Regions from separate parts of the Columba livia genome. Here region 2 is linked to region 1. A link is a contact called in public Hi-C data. All regions are on one chromosome and are shown on one strand. The core of a region is the stretch at or near the end of the contact, and the rest is flanking DNA. Distances in the headings are between cores, read along the strand shown.

Evidence for each region. Hi-C and Micro-C count contacts between places; a contact is called where the count stands out from the background.
Region 2: a contact with region 1 is called in a Hi-C map of liver, with 3 times the contacts expected there. The contact joins the enhancer-like site here to the promoter of RAP1GAP2 in region 1. A contact is called at or near these places in 2 of 2 Hi-C or Micro-C datasets (crop and liver).

The regions. Positions count from the first base shown.
Region 1 is chr20:490,468-497,464 of bColLiv1.pat.W.v2, forward strand. It overlaps RAP1GAP2 (RAP1 GTPase activating protein 2), which reads right to left and starts at 3,526. Exons shown (of 26, transcript XM_065036571.1): 1 at 3,385-3,526. CCDC92B (coiled-coil domain containing 92B) reads left to right here and starts at 2,509. Exons shown (of 4, transcript XM_065036590.1): 1 at 2,509-2,998; 2 at 6,183-6,336. The coding sequence starts at 2,738.
Region 2 is chr20:568,156-574,784 of bColLiv1.pat.W.v2, forward strand. No RefSeq gene overlaps it. Among named protein-coding and RNA genes, the nearest start is that of PAFAH1B1, 10 kb to the left of the region's middle. Within about 2 kb of position 3,861, at least 1 of the 3 cell types and tissues checked has an H3K27ac peak away from gene starts, as active enhancers do.

The DNA.
Region 1 (6,997 bases), core at 2,276-4,775:
CAACAGCGCTTTGAAGAAGGACAAATTGCATTACTTAGCTCAAGCAAATATCCTTACAAGTCTGATATTTTCAAATCCCAGTGGAAATGTTAAGCTAATGTTAAATTTATCAAAACCCTCTAGCTTTTAGTCCTCCATCACTTTAAGGAGCTTCTTATTAGGTTCTTCAAAGTAATTAGAAGACATACACACATTACTTTTCAATTAGGTTGCAAAATAATATTTGAGGCAAAGTTAAACTCATTTTTAAAATAATGCAAAAAATCCCCTAATAAATAACTTGGGGTGTGGAGGGGAAAGCAGTGCTCTAAAGCACTCCATACAGCTGGCCCCGCCGGGCACAGGACACGGGTTTAACTTTGGTGCACGCTGAGACAGGCGCTGCTCTTGGGAAGTGGCCGGATTACCTCCGTATTGGTTGTCACCTCTGATGGGAACTGGTGTCACCCATCACAAGGTGTGTCACCACAGACAGACCCGTGGGCAGCCTGCGCCGCTGCTCGCACTGCTTCCCGCACCGCTGCCGCTTCCCGCACCGCTTCCGGCACCACTTCCCGCACCGCTGCAGCTTCCCACGCCGCTTTCCGCACCGCTGCCGGTGCCGCTGCCGCTAGAGGCCAGTGTCGGTTCGGAGCTGCGGGCAGCGCCGGCCCCGCCCGGCGGAGCTGCCGCCTGCCACACGGCGCTGCAGCACCGGCAGCTCTGCCACCTCCAGCGTCCTCTCTCCAGGGCGGCTGCCGGGGGACAGAGCCACGACTCTGCAGCCAAACCCGGGCTCGGGGAGTCCCTGCGCAGCTGCTCCCCCAGCCCCGCTGCCACCCACGGGCCCGGCCAGCGGTGCTGCCAGCACCTCTCCGGGCAGCGCTGCAGCTGCGTCTCCCAGCTGGTGCCCAGCAGGCCAGGAGCAGCCCGGCTCTGCCCGACAGCCTGCGGAGCTCTGTCACACACCTGGGCTGGCAGCAGGGACCCCACAACTCCTCCTGAGGCTGAAACAGGCATTCCTGCCAATTTTGACTCATTGTGTTGATTAGAAACCACCTCAGACCCATCGGAGAGGCCGTTTCTGTCTCTCAGAACAAAGTGGGAGCAGGGAGCGAGTCGCAGCGTAACTGCAGCGCAGGACAGTGTGGTTGCAGGAGGCATTAGCTGGGGGGCTGCTAGGCCATGTCGTAGTCAGAAACCTGAGAGCAGCTCTCTCAGATCAAAAAGCTGCCACACAAACCAGCTCACTGTGGAATGGTGAGCACAAGCAAGAGAGGTGATGGGAAATGTTGACAGTCTGTGTGCACTGTGGCTGAATCCAAGCTGCCAGCAAGCCCAGAGGATGCGCCGTGCCCCGCTGGGTCAGAGGATGCGCTGTGCCTGCTGCCTCCCCCGCACGGCTGTGTCCCCGAGCCATGACCTCGTTCACAGAGGCAGCTTTCCCCAAATGCCTGACCTTGGTTGTTTGGAGGCTTGTCTTTTATTCACTGGAAAATCAATGAAAATTGTACAAACCTGGTGAAACATGATGCACTCAGAAATCACTCCTCCCTCTTTCTCCAACCCCCCTATCTGTAATTCACTGCTACTCAAGTTAGCACACAAGTTAGGGAAAGATACAGTGAGACATTAAAACAGCACACACACCCCTAAACATAGCAAACTGCAAAGAGAGGGGCAAAAGACACCTTGGCAAGAGCTGGCCTGATGGTTATAAGCAGCTCCTGATGAGACAACATTTATCTGAGTACGAATGTCTGCACTGTCCTTCTTCACACAGAAATCCTTCGCCTCTTAACAACTTGTCATTGCAGGAAGATCTCTTTTTCTCAGAGAAAGCAAGTTGAGAGGAGGCCCACACAGGAGTGAGCACAGGATAACCTCGACTGCTTTGTGTAGCACAGGCACTCGGTCAGAGGTTTGAAACACCCAAGGGGAAGAAAGGACGTGTGGGATGACGAAATGATGCCATAAACCATACCCTGTGGGCTGCCCTATAACATCTTCACATGCTGTTAGTGCACTGAAGGCTGAGTACGCAGAACAGTGGCCGTTGTAATGTGAGGATGGCAGCACAATCTGGTTGAGCATCAGACCAGGAACACTGCACTCTCTGTGGCAGATTTGGGAATAAGGGAATGGGAATCAGCAGACTGTCAGCTGACGGGGAGGACGCTACCATTTCTCTGCGCCTTCACTGCCATGCGACATGGAACAGGCCACTGCATCTGAGCTTCCCCTGCTGTAAAAGAGGCACAATGAATTTAGTCATCTTTGAAAGTGGAGCCCAGCTGGTCTGCATATCACAACAAAAGGGTATGAAGAATTAGTAACCACATAAGTAAAACACCTTTTCTCACCATCTCTCTGACCACAGCTTCTGGGAAGCTCTTTTTTGACTCGCGCTCCCCACCGATTTCCCGGCTGGAGTGGGGACCACCCCACATCTCACTTCCATTCCCCCCTTCAGTCGCCTTGACGCTAAAAACCCCGCAGGACACGCGAACGCTGGGGGTTCCCAGCCGCCCCGAGCCCGCGGCCGCTGCCGCTGGCGCCCGCAGCCCCGGGGCTGCGCTGGGGGCGGCTCCGGGACGCGCCGGCTTCAGCACCGCGGACAGCGGCGGGGAGCGGCACCGCCGGCGGCCGCGGGGCGTCCCGGGAGCGGAGCCCGGTCCTGTGCGGGGTCCCGGGGAGCGGAGCCCCGGCCTCAGTGCGTCCCCCCCGGGGAGCGGAGCCCCGGCCCGGCTGCGAGGGGATGTTCCCGGCGCTGGGGTCGGCGCCCCGAGCCCCCGCCTCGGTTCCCGGCGCGGCCCGGCTCCCCGCCCTCGCCCCGGCGGAGCTCCCCAGTTCCGGTCACGTTGCCGCCTGTTTACGGCGCGGCTGGCGGCGGGGCCGGGCCGGGCGAGGCGGGGCCGCCGCAGGCAGCGCGGGCAGCGCGGGAGCCCGGCCCCGGCCCCGGCCCCGCCGCCCCATGACGCCCAGCGGGCGGCCGGCGGGGCCCCGCCGTTCCCCCCAGGTAAGGGACCGGGGCTGGGCGCGGGGGGTCGGCCCCGGGCGGGGAGAGCGGCCCCGGCGGGCGGCGGCGGCGCGGAGCCGCTGCGGGGATGCGGGCGCGGGAGCCGGGGGCCGCGGGCGGGGAGCGGCCCGGGCAGGGTCAACGCGCGGCGTGGGGACCGTCCCTCCAGAAGTTGCCTCCAGCCCCGCTTGTGCCTGTTCTAGAAGTTGCTTCGCCCCGCCAGACCCGCCGCCGGTTCCCCACCCGCTGCGGAGGCAGCTCCGAGCACAGCGGGTTCAGCTCCGGCAGCCGCGCGGTTCAGTGTCCGTAGCAGGACTCCGCTGGGGATCAGAAAGCGTCGCTCCGAAATTCCCGAAGTGCAGGATGGCACGGGGGGGATCACCCACCTAATGTGATGATTGATTCGAAGCGTTGACGGTTGGCCAGATTCTGCTCCTGGCAGCGAGCTGAATCCATAGTTAATTCCCCCAGAGCCAGCAGGAGAAAACACGGCCTTGCTTTCAGCATCTGCAACTGAATCACAAGCTTCAGCTTTGGCCGTTAGTCACGCAGCGGTGTTTAGAGAGTTGCGAGAAAACACAATAATTTATAACCATCGCTTGTATTGATTTTATCTTTAGATAGATACTGATAGATAGTGAATAACAAATAGGATTCCAAGTGTAATTCTGCCTCTGCTGAGATCAAGGAAGGTTTCCCACTGACTTTCACAAGGCCAGGATTTCACCTCTAGTTTCTATTCCTGGCATTGCTGCTACCTCTGTGACCTTCTGCAAGTTTCTCAGCTTCCTGCTGCCTTGTTTTCCTGACGTTTAAAGCCATACTAGCTCTGTGGCATTGTTGCTAATTTGCGTTTGTGTTCTTTGAGGTCGTAAATACTAAGCAGTATAGATTTCTAATACGTATCAGTGTTTATTTCTGCATATGTTTTAATGTGATGGAGAGGGGTTTGCTGGCAACCACAACAGGATAAATTATCGACCTGTTTTGGCGGACCTGGTTTTCGCCCTCTGACTCCTGGTTGATTTGCCATTTAATGGGGAAAAATGATTAAGTGATCTTGGTTTGACAGTTGTTGTGCTGAGTATGTGTATGTGCCATATCTGCCTTTCAAATGCACCATCAGAGCAGAGGTTTTCCCTTGGGTCGAAGTTTTGGGATTCTGATTGGCGTGAAACAACAGCCTTCAGTATAGTTTTGCCCTGGAAGCAAATTCTCAAACAACCTGTCTGTGCGATGGAAAGCAGCTCTTAGCAGACTTGCAGCTAAATCATTGTAGCTACTGCAAGAAGTTGCTTCGGTCTTTTTGATTTGTAAACCGAGTTCTGGTAAGTTGGCATGGAATTGTGAATCTCACTGAGGTCTGCGAGCGCTGGACCAGCCGGCTGGGATCGGGACCCCATGTGCCCTGTCCCAGAGGCTGCAGTCGCACGGTGAAAACAGTGCTGCTGTTCCTGCCGGGAGCCGAGAGCTGTTTCTCAAGGGAATGGCTGAAAGTCAGGGTGAACAGACACAGCTCAGCCAAACCCGCTAGGGATTTCTCATAGCAATGCTGAAAACAGTCACGTAAATTATGCAGGCTTTTTACCTTCCAAATCAGAGATGACAAACAGCTCTCAATTCCAGAATTGTTTTTCTTTGGCTTTCTTTACAGCTTGATATTTAATCAACAATTTCTTTTTAAAGAGAAACATTTTCATTGGTAAAAAAGGGTAATTTCCCACTTAAAGGCAGGAGGGAAAGTTCAATGGAAAATTTGCAGCCATTTCTATTAAAGACGTTTCAACTAGACAGAACAAAGTGCTTGAAAATAGCACGATGTGTCCCCCGGGCTTTGTCCAACCTACTTTCCGCCGTTCCCGAACGAGGTGCCACGGCTCCCACCAGGAGGCTGCTCGGCTGGGCCCGGCGTTGCAGCCCCGCGGCTGGCGGCAGGACGGGCCGTGCTGGCGGCGGTTCGTGTCTCCAGCCTGCAGCAGGTGCCGGGAAACCGGCACAAGTGAACTACCCCCCCTTAACAAATTCCCCTCCCTCTCATGGAACAGGAGACCCAGTTTAAGGATTTCATGAATCTGGAGAGGCTTTGGCAAGAGGAAAGCTCTGAACTCACGGCACTGCCAAGATTGCTTACAGTGGAATCGAGCTTAAATGCACTTTGATTCGATTTAGGTTGCAGGAATTGTCTTGAAATGTGCTGCGTTCCCCAGCTGTGCGTGCCATGGACGTGAGCCAGAGTGCTCGCTTCATGTTGAAGTTTCTATGGAAAGAAACCTGAAGTCAGCTGTGAATGAAGGGGGGAACGGCAGCAGCTCCCCGGGGACAGGACAGTGCACACAGTGTCCGCTGCTGGCCGGTGCGGTGTCACCCCGCTGGCACCGCGGTTTGCTGAGGCTGCCCCTCCTCCTGCGCTGCGGGCGGGGAGTCAGGATGGATTCCATGTTGGCAGGAAATGGTATTTCCCAGGATTACGGGTCCTTTCAGAGGGTTATTTTTCCCCTGTTGCACTGGCACGGCGGGCAGTTCGCGCCGCTGCTCTGCCGGAGCCTCACGTGGTGAGGGACCCCGACGTGCGCTGCACTGCCCGGCGCGGGACTCGCGGCAGCTCTGCTGCGCTGGCCAGATTACTGGGGAAAATGTTTCTTCTTCTGGAAGACAACACGATTCTCCTTGCCATGTAACGCTGATTGGGTTAGACGGAGCATATTGTATTTTTCATGTGTTAGATCTCTCACTGCAGTTACTGCTTCGTAACATGCGGCTTGTCAGGCGAGAGCCAAAATCGTCTCTGGTGCAACTCCCACCTGGGGACTGCAGGAGCAATCCTGCCCCAGATGCGATCCTGCTTGGCGATAAAACATGTCCTAGGGCCAAATCCAAAATAGAAACAAGCCATCCTGATGTCAGGGTCCGTGCGGCAGCATTTTCTGCTCCTGCAGCCCATGAGCCTCCAGCCTGAGCGCAGCAGGACGAGAGCCAGTCCCAAGAGGCACTGGGCCAGTGGGGCAGCTTGGGGACCGTTCCCTGGGGACCTGCTGAGTGCAGCTGCATCACGCACAGCCACGGCCCCTGGAAAGGGCAGATGAGAGCAGTCCCCCCTCTGCCCCTCGCCAGGCTTCGAGGACCGGGCTCGCCCGCCCGCTGAGCTGCCGTGCATCTGATCACCAGCCATCTCCGCTCCCCACAGGCCTGGACTGTGAATTTGGTTGCGATGGAGACCGTGTCCCTGGAGCACCAGATCCAGAGCGTGCAGCGGCACATCGCTTTCCTGAAGAAGGAGCAGATGGAGCTGCTCCATGACCTGCACCTGGAGATCCTGCGCCTGCAGAAGCACTGCTCAGGTGAGCGCTGGGGCGGCCACGGCGCGGGGAGCCGCGAGCCCACCGAGCCCCTGCGGGCACCCGGGGCCGGGCCCACACGGGAGCTGGCGCTGGGGCTCAGCAGGACGCGGGGGAGGCGAGCATCGAGCCAAGGGATCCTGCCGGTGCGGGATCAGGGGATCTCCATCCCTTCCATCCCCCTGCTTGCACCCCTGGCCAGGTGCCACCAGCCCCTGCCGGGACCATGCTACGTGGTCCAATGTGGCACAAAGCCTCTTGAGTCGCTCCTCTGCCGGTGGGTGCCAGCAGCTTCCTCCAGCTGCAACTCTGAAGAACCAGAGTGATGTTTTTCCCGGGCATCAGCTGGCCAAGCAGGTGATAAAACAGGAGTCTGTGTTGATAATCCAGCACTAAAGCCCTCCCTTTGCCGGCGTGCCATGCTCAGGGCATGCTTCGGAAGCAGGATTAGCCCCGGCGGCTCAGCGCCCTCCCGGCTGCTTGTTCTGCCCCTTGCAGGGGTTGGGCTGCAGCGGTCACTGCCCCACGGGGTTCCTGGTGTAAGGCAAGGGAAACCCGGCATTAGCCAGCAAGATGGCTCTGCCTTTTCCTCCCATATTCTGTGCCCACAAAAGTGTTTTGATCATTACGATGTGAAAGTGGTTCTTCATTTCTCTCAGGTGCC
Region 2 (6,629 bases), core at 2,611-5,110, 78 kb after region 1:
ATTGGAGCCGAGGGGAGCGGCGGCGGGAGGGGAGCGGTGCACAGCCCCCCGTCCCCACGCAGGCCCGGCTGCCTCGCTGCGCTCGAGAAAGCTGCATTTTGTGAGCCTTTGGGTTGTTTTTTTAAGCAATAAAGCTGTGCTGGTCTCCAGCGTGCCACGTCATGCGTGCTGGGTCTGTCCATCCCAGAAACTGCCCGGTTTCCTGAACCCCTGAAGGGCGTCTGGGTGTTAACCCAGCCCGGGGACGCTGGCCCGTGTCTGGAACAGGTGGATTGCACCTGGCTATACCTGGATTACTTGACATGAAACGATCCTCCACTTGGTCCTCATCAAGGATTTCAGATATAAGGGCAGTTTTCAGACTGTTTTTCATACTGTTTCAACATCTAATAGACTCAATTGTCCTTTAGAGGGTCTTTCACATCAGTGGATTTTGTAAGATTATTTTATTACACACACATTACTTAGGGGGTCTGCTTTTCCCACCCTTTAAATCTGTCACCAATTTTCCATAGGCTTAAATGGAAGTATGGAATTCAGTGTTTCTCAAGATTATGTGGCTACCATGATGCGTTTCCTAAGACAGCTCTGAAGTGACGGGGTCTGGGCGCGGGCTGGCACCGCGGAGCCTCGCTGCTCTGCCGCAGAGCAAACCAGAGCCTAGACGTGTTTGGAGTCTTTTCCACTCCTTAGAAATCAAGTTGACACACATAATAGAGAAAATTTGTCAGTTTTATACACCTGTTTTGGATAAATACAGGTCATCAATTTGTAGTGTCTTGCATAAGAACTAAGGTATTAAAAAAATCAGGAAAAGGGCAGTATTTAAAAATTCAGCTCTCTCAGGCCTCTCTCCCAGGCTGAAAAGAGCGTTCCACCTTCAGGCTGGCGGCTGGGCACCATAAACACTTTGGAGCGGAGCAGGCCGACCGGCCGCGGTGAGATAATAGTTTATAGGAGCAGAGCTATAAATACCCCGCGGTTCGGCTGCGGCCCCGGGGACCGGGCGGCTCGGGAAGGCGCTTGCGGGCTGAGGCTGCGAATCACACTGTTACAAACTCCGTTCCACAGCCCGGGTACCAGATGTGTCACATCTGGCTGCTTCGTTACACACCAGGGCAACGATCAGCTGCGTGGGACAGAGGTTGTTCAGAAAGAGGTGGTGGTTATCTCACCTGACAGACAAAATGAAAAATACCAGCGCTCATTTCAAGCTCTCAAAGGTTTGATTTGGTTAATTCGTGTAGTACTTCTCTGTGTTAGATTTCTCCCTGATAAGATGGGAACAGCCGTTCTGATGCGTAACTCCTTAAAAGCAGTGTGATACCAGCGTTTTGGATGGAGGGGCCGGTCACTGATGCGTCACAATCCTGAGCAGACCCAGAGCAGCCCTGTGACCTCATGTTGGCCTCTCGACAGTTTCCATAGATGCACAGTGGAGCTAACAGTGCTTAATTATCCACTTTACTAAATGGTGTTAAGGCTAGGGACAGTATGACCATGTAATTACTCTTTGTAATGAGTCCTGAAAATAAGTGACTAAGAACCAGTAAATTGCAAAGCTGCTGTGTAAACTGTGTGGACAGGGTGGGATGGGGAGCGTGTCCAGAGGGCTGTGCAGTGCATGCAGCTGCAGCGGGTCACGCTGTCCCTGCAGCCCTGGACACCATGCAGTGGGTCTCTGTCCCTGCAGTGTGTCCCTGTCCCCCTGCAGCAGGTCCCTGTGTCTCTGCAGCCCTGGACACCCTGCAGCGAGTCCCTGTCCCTGCAGTGTGTCCCTGTGTCCCTGCAGTGAGTCCCTGTCCCTGCAGCGAGTCCCTGTGTCCTTGCAGTGTGTCCCTGTGTCCCTGCAGTGAGTCCCTGTCCCTGCAGCGTGTCCCTGTGTCCCTGCAGCAAGTCCCTGTCCCTGCAGCGAGTCCCTGTGTCCCTGCAGCAGTTCGCTGTCCCTGCAGCGTGTCCCTGTGTCCTTGCAGCGAGTCCCTGTGTCCCTGCAGCGAGTCCCTGTGTCCCTGCAGCGGGTCGCTGTCCCTGCAGCGTGTCCCTGTGTCCCTGCATCGTGTCCCTGTCCCTGCACCCGCGCGCCTGGTGCGTGCAGCAGCGCTGCGCCGCCTCGCCCGGATTCCAGCAGCTCCTGGCTCTTGCGCAAGGCTGCAGTCCAGCGATCGCTGAGCACCATGCCAAGCTCTTTGCATCATCCGCTCTCCTCCCCCTCTCTCCACCGCAGCTGTGATAGTAACAATTACGCTGGGAGGAGTGTGTCTCTCTGTGGCATTTCTACCCATTTGATCCCTCTCACACAATCACAGGGAGGTGGGGTTTCTGTCTTGCTTACGTGTCTGTGTTTTTAAATCAGCCTCTCCTTGTGTTGCGGCTCTGCAGTCGACATGCACCGGCCAGTCTGCACCCTGCGCGGCAACTCGCGGCTTGCAGGCTGCCCGCGGCTTCGCACCCGCCAGATCCAGACAGCGCTGGCGCCCGGAGCTCCCGCTGCGCAGCTCCAGGCTGACCAGGAGGAGGGAATTGTTCCTTCAGTGCGAAGGGACGCGGAGAAGAGGCCTCGCTGGGTCAGGTGTTTGCGGGTCCGCGGCAGGACACGGGCTGGCGACAGCGTGGTCAGGGCTGAGCGGCGCGGCACCGAGCGTGGCCCGCGCCGGAGCTGCTGCCGGTGAGGGACACGGCACAGCCACCACACAGCTGGGGACACCCCAGCCCTGGCCAGGGCACAGTGAGCAAGCCAGCAATTTTAGTCCCTGAAATCGATTTATTTTGAAAAGCAACTTAAAACATGTTTTTGCTTGCTGGCCAGGTCCAGAAATGCTTCACCATCTTTGTCGTGTCCTCAGATTTTTGTAAAATATAAAAACCAAGGACTTTGTCCCTTGCTAACACAACTGCTTTTAGAATCCCTCCATCCTTTTGGACCAGAAGAAAGATGTTTCCATGTCAGCTCCCCGAGGGCAGTTAATGAATGCCGTGACACGCGTGGATGGAGGCAGCTCCTGGCCAGAGGAGGAGCAGGCAGAGAAAACAGTGATCAGCTTTACACATTTCCAAAAAAAGTCCCAGATAGGTCCTCCCCCAGAGATTTTTTTCTATTTTATTTAATTCTTCAACCTCTATTGATGTTTTTACAGTATCATCAGGCAGTATTTACATTTGTTTGTTTGATAGTAGAGTGTTGATGAACAACATGTGAAAGAACCAAACCCAAATTACTTCAACGTTATTATCACTTTGTCATTAGTGTAATTTGGAGCTTGTTTATCAACAATCTCGCGTTCTGAGATGCTGGTTCAAAATCTGCTGAAGGAACACGCACCTGGAACCACGTCTGTGGTTGAGTCCAGCGGGCTGCCAGCACGGGGCATCACCGCATCCTGTCCCCAAGTGCCTGTGACACCACAGAACTTGGTGGTTATTTTGGTGGGGTTTTCGTTGTTGCTGTTTTGGTTTGGTTTGATTTTTATGTGTTTGTTTGGGTTTGGTTTTTACCCCAGACAGGAGCGGCCGTGCCCATCGGCATCCCCAGCGCTGCCCCAGGGACACGCTGCAGGGACAGCGACTTCCATAGCGTCAAATGATTCCTGCGACGCTCTGAAAGGGCAGCGAGCCTCATCATTTTAATAGTGCTTATCTGGGAATATTAGTGAGTGTTTCCTCCCAGCACTCCGAGGAATGAGCAGCCGCTGGGCAACCCGGTTGGCTGAAAAGAGCCCATTGTAGCTGTGGTGTGTGGGGTGGAGCGCACAACGAGGGCACCCGCTCCCGCAATGAGGGCACCCGCTCCCGCTCCCGCTCCCGCAACGAGGGCACCCGCTCCCGCTCCCGCTCCCGCAACGAGGGCACCCGCTCCCGCAATGAGGGCACCCGCTCCCGCTCCCGCTCCCGCTCCCGCTCCCGCAACGAGGGCACCCGCTCCCGCTCCCGCCCAGCGCACTCGAGCCCCATCCACCCCGCCCGGCTCCCGCCTTTTCAGAGCAGATCCGGCCAAGGCTCAGGCAAGGCAGGCTGGACGAGCTGCAGTGCTGCTGGTGACAGACCCCACAGTGCTTTGCATTTATTGTTGTTGCATTTGGAGACACGGACTGGGGAATCGAATACACCTTTTATGTCTTATCTTACATTGTTTCTACAAGATTGTTTAGTGAGCATGCCATCTTTAGGCATTATTGAATAAAAGCATCGAAAATGGAACCTTAGCAGGCTGGTTCGTAAGAAACAGAAGAGCGCAGGTCAGATCCAGGGCCGCACGTCCGGCGAGCACAAACAGCCGTGATCCACCGCTCCCGGTTACCCGTACCGGGGACGTCGTCCACCAGAGGCACGCGGTGCTGACATTGCTTGTTGAAGACTTCACATGTGAGCGTATGGTAGAAATACAAGGAGGAGTTTGGAAATATTGGTGGAAAATAATACACATTTGCTTATCCCTATTGTCTTATTTACAGATGTGTGCAGCCGTAAATAACATCTGAATGTGTTTGTTTACATCCATATTGCATCTTACGTCTGTTAATTACCAGGTTAAAATATCTCTGTCTCTGCCCATTGCATGAGCAATTCTAGGGAGATTTTGGCTCACTAGTTAATATAGATTTTTTAATCTATTGAGAACGGGGCTGAAAGTGGACTTAGCAAAATGGCTTGTGGTTGGTGTTTTTATTGTTGGCCTTCAGTGAATACCATCCACATGGTTTCAGTGCTTGCCATACCTTGCCGTGTCTGCTAAGTAGAATACAAAATTATATATAAATATATATATCCAGTTAAATGTAGTTTTACAGCACTTTGGGGAAGATGGGGCCAACTCTGACCCAGTTTTTCACTGAAGTGATTAGCAGTTCTATATGCCTCAAACTGAAATACATTAAAAGGTGCTGCCTCGCTAAAGTTTTCTCTCTAGTGATCAGGTTTCTTTGTGAAGTCCGTGGTTAACCACTCAAAAATAGATTCACTGACACTCACTAGGTAATTCCTGAATATTTAGGGCAGTCGTTCTTCTCATTTCTAGTTTTCAGGTTTTGGGACGGAACCTGGTGCGAGTAGTTACCGATTTGAACTCACTTTGTTTGCACTAATGTTAGTGCAAGTTTTGCCATGGGTCTCCGTGGCCAGAGCCTTTTGTAAGGGCTTTGTCTGGACTGATTCTGGGGGAGGGCGTGCGGGGCGAAGCGCTCCCGCGTGGCGCTCACCGCTGGCCTGCCCGCCGCTCCAGGCGCGGCGCCGGCGTCGGTGCCCGTGTCGGTGCCCGTGTCGGTGCCCGTGTCGGTGCCCGTGTCGGTGCCCGCCCAGCGCTTTCAGGTGTTCCGGCAGAGCTTCTTCCCCTTTCCTGCCGTGTCGCCTGGATCTGGAGCTGAGGATTTGCTCAGCTTTAGCAATCCCATTATAATCAGAGCAATGCAATTTGCCTGCAGACAAGATCTTAATGTCATTTTCAGTGATTATACCTGTGTTAAAGTTACAGTATTGGTTCAGAGCAATCTAATTATTTTAAATCATTATTTCAAAATAATTGTAAACCAAATTGCCCATCCTTTTTAACAGAATTGCTTCTAATATCTTTTCCTCAAACACTTTTCTTCTCACCCTTGTTGTGCGGACACAGCTCTGTCACGCTGGGCTCCCGCGGCGCTCAGCGATGCTGCGCACACCTGGCCGGGCCGGGCCGCGCCGCCATCCGCCGGCGCGGAGCTGCTGCCAGAGACCGAGCGACGCTCAGCTGTTCCGCAGCACGAGGAGCACTAATTGCAATTAGCAGCTGTGCACAGCAGGGCACACACGGCCAGCACCCGCTGCATCGGCACCCGCTGTATTGGCACCTGGTGTATTGGCATCCACTGTATCAGCAACCCCTGTATCAGCAACCCCTGTATCAGCACCCACTGTATCAGCACCTGGTGTATCGGCACCCACTGTATCGGCACCCCCTGTATTGTACCCGATGTATTGGCACCTGCTGTATCGCCACCCGGTGCATCAGCACCGTGAGGCCGGAAGGTGACCTGGGTCTCCTGCCCCGGCTGGAGTCCCTTTGACGGGCGCTGTTCTTAAAGGTTCTTGTTCTTTGAGAAAAAGAGCTGCTGGTAAAACGGTTTCATAGCACGAAAAGTGGATAGTTCAGTGGGTTTGTATTTCAGGGTGAAGAAGTGCTGAAGAATCACGCTGTGGATATTACAGTAGGAAATAGATGTGCAGAAGTACAGACCATCGGGAAAACGGACCCGATCCTCATTTCATTCATTAGTGTGCACAGATTCATCCCATCTTTACAAATGTTCTGGTGCCACACAAATGCTGTTTGGGTGGATGTATTCAGAGGAATAGTGACATCCAGTGGCTGCTCAGCCCGGCCACAGGAGCAGCAGCGTTTCAGCGGAGCGGCCGGAGCCGCACGTTCTGTCCGTCTGCAGCAGATGGAGCTTTTGTGAACACATGTAATATGCCACCTTCAAGACTTCTGTGGTGGCCCAAGCCTTGCCAAACCTTGTCCAAACCTTGCCAAACCTTGCCCAAAACTTGCCCAAGCCTTGCCAAACCTTGTCCAAACCTTGCCAAACCTTGCCCAAGCCTTGCCCAAGCCTTGCCCAAGCCTTGCCATCTCCATGCTTGTTCCGCTGCAGCCGGCGGTG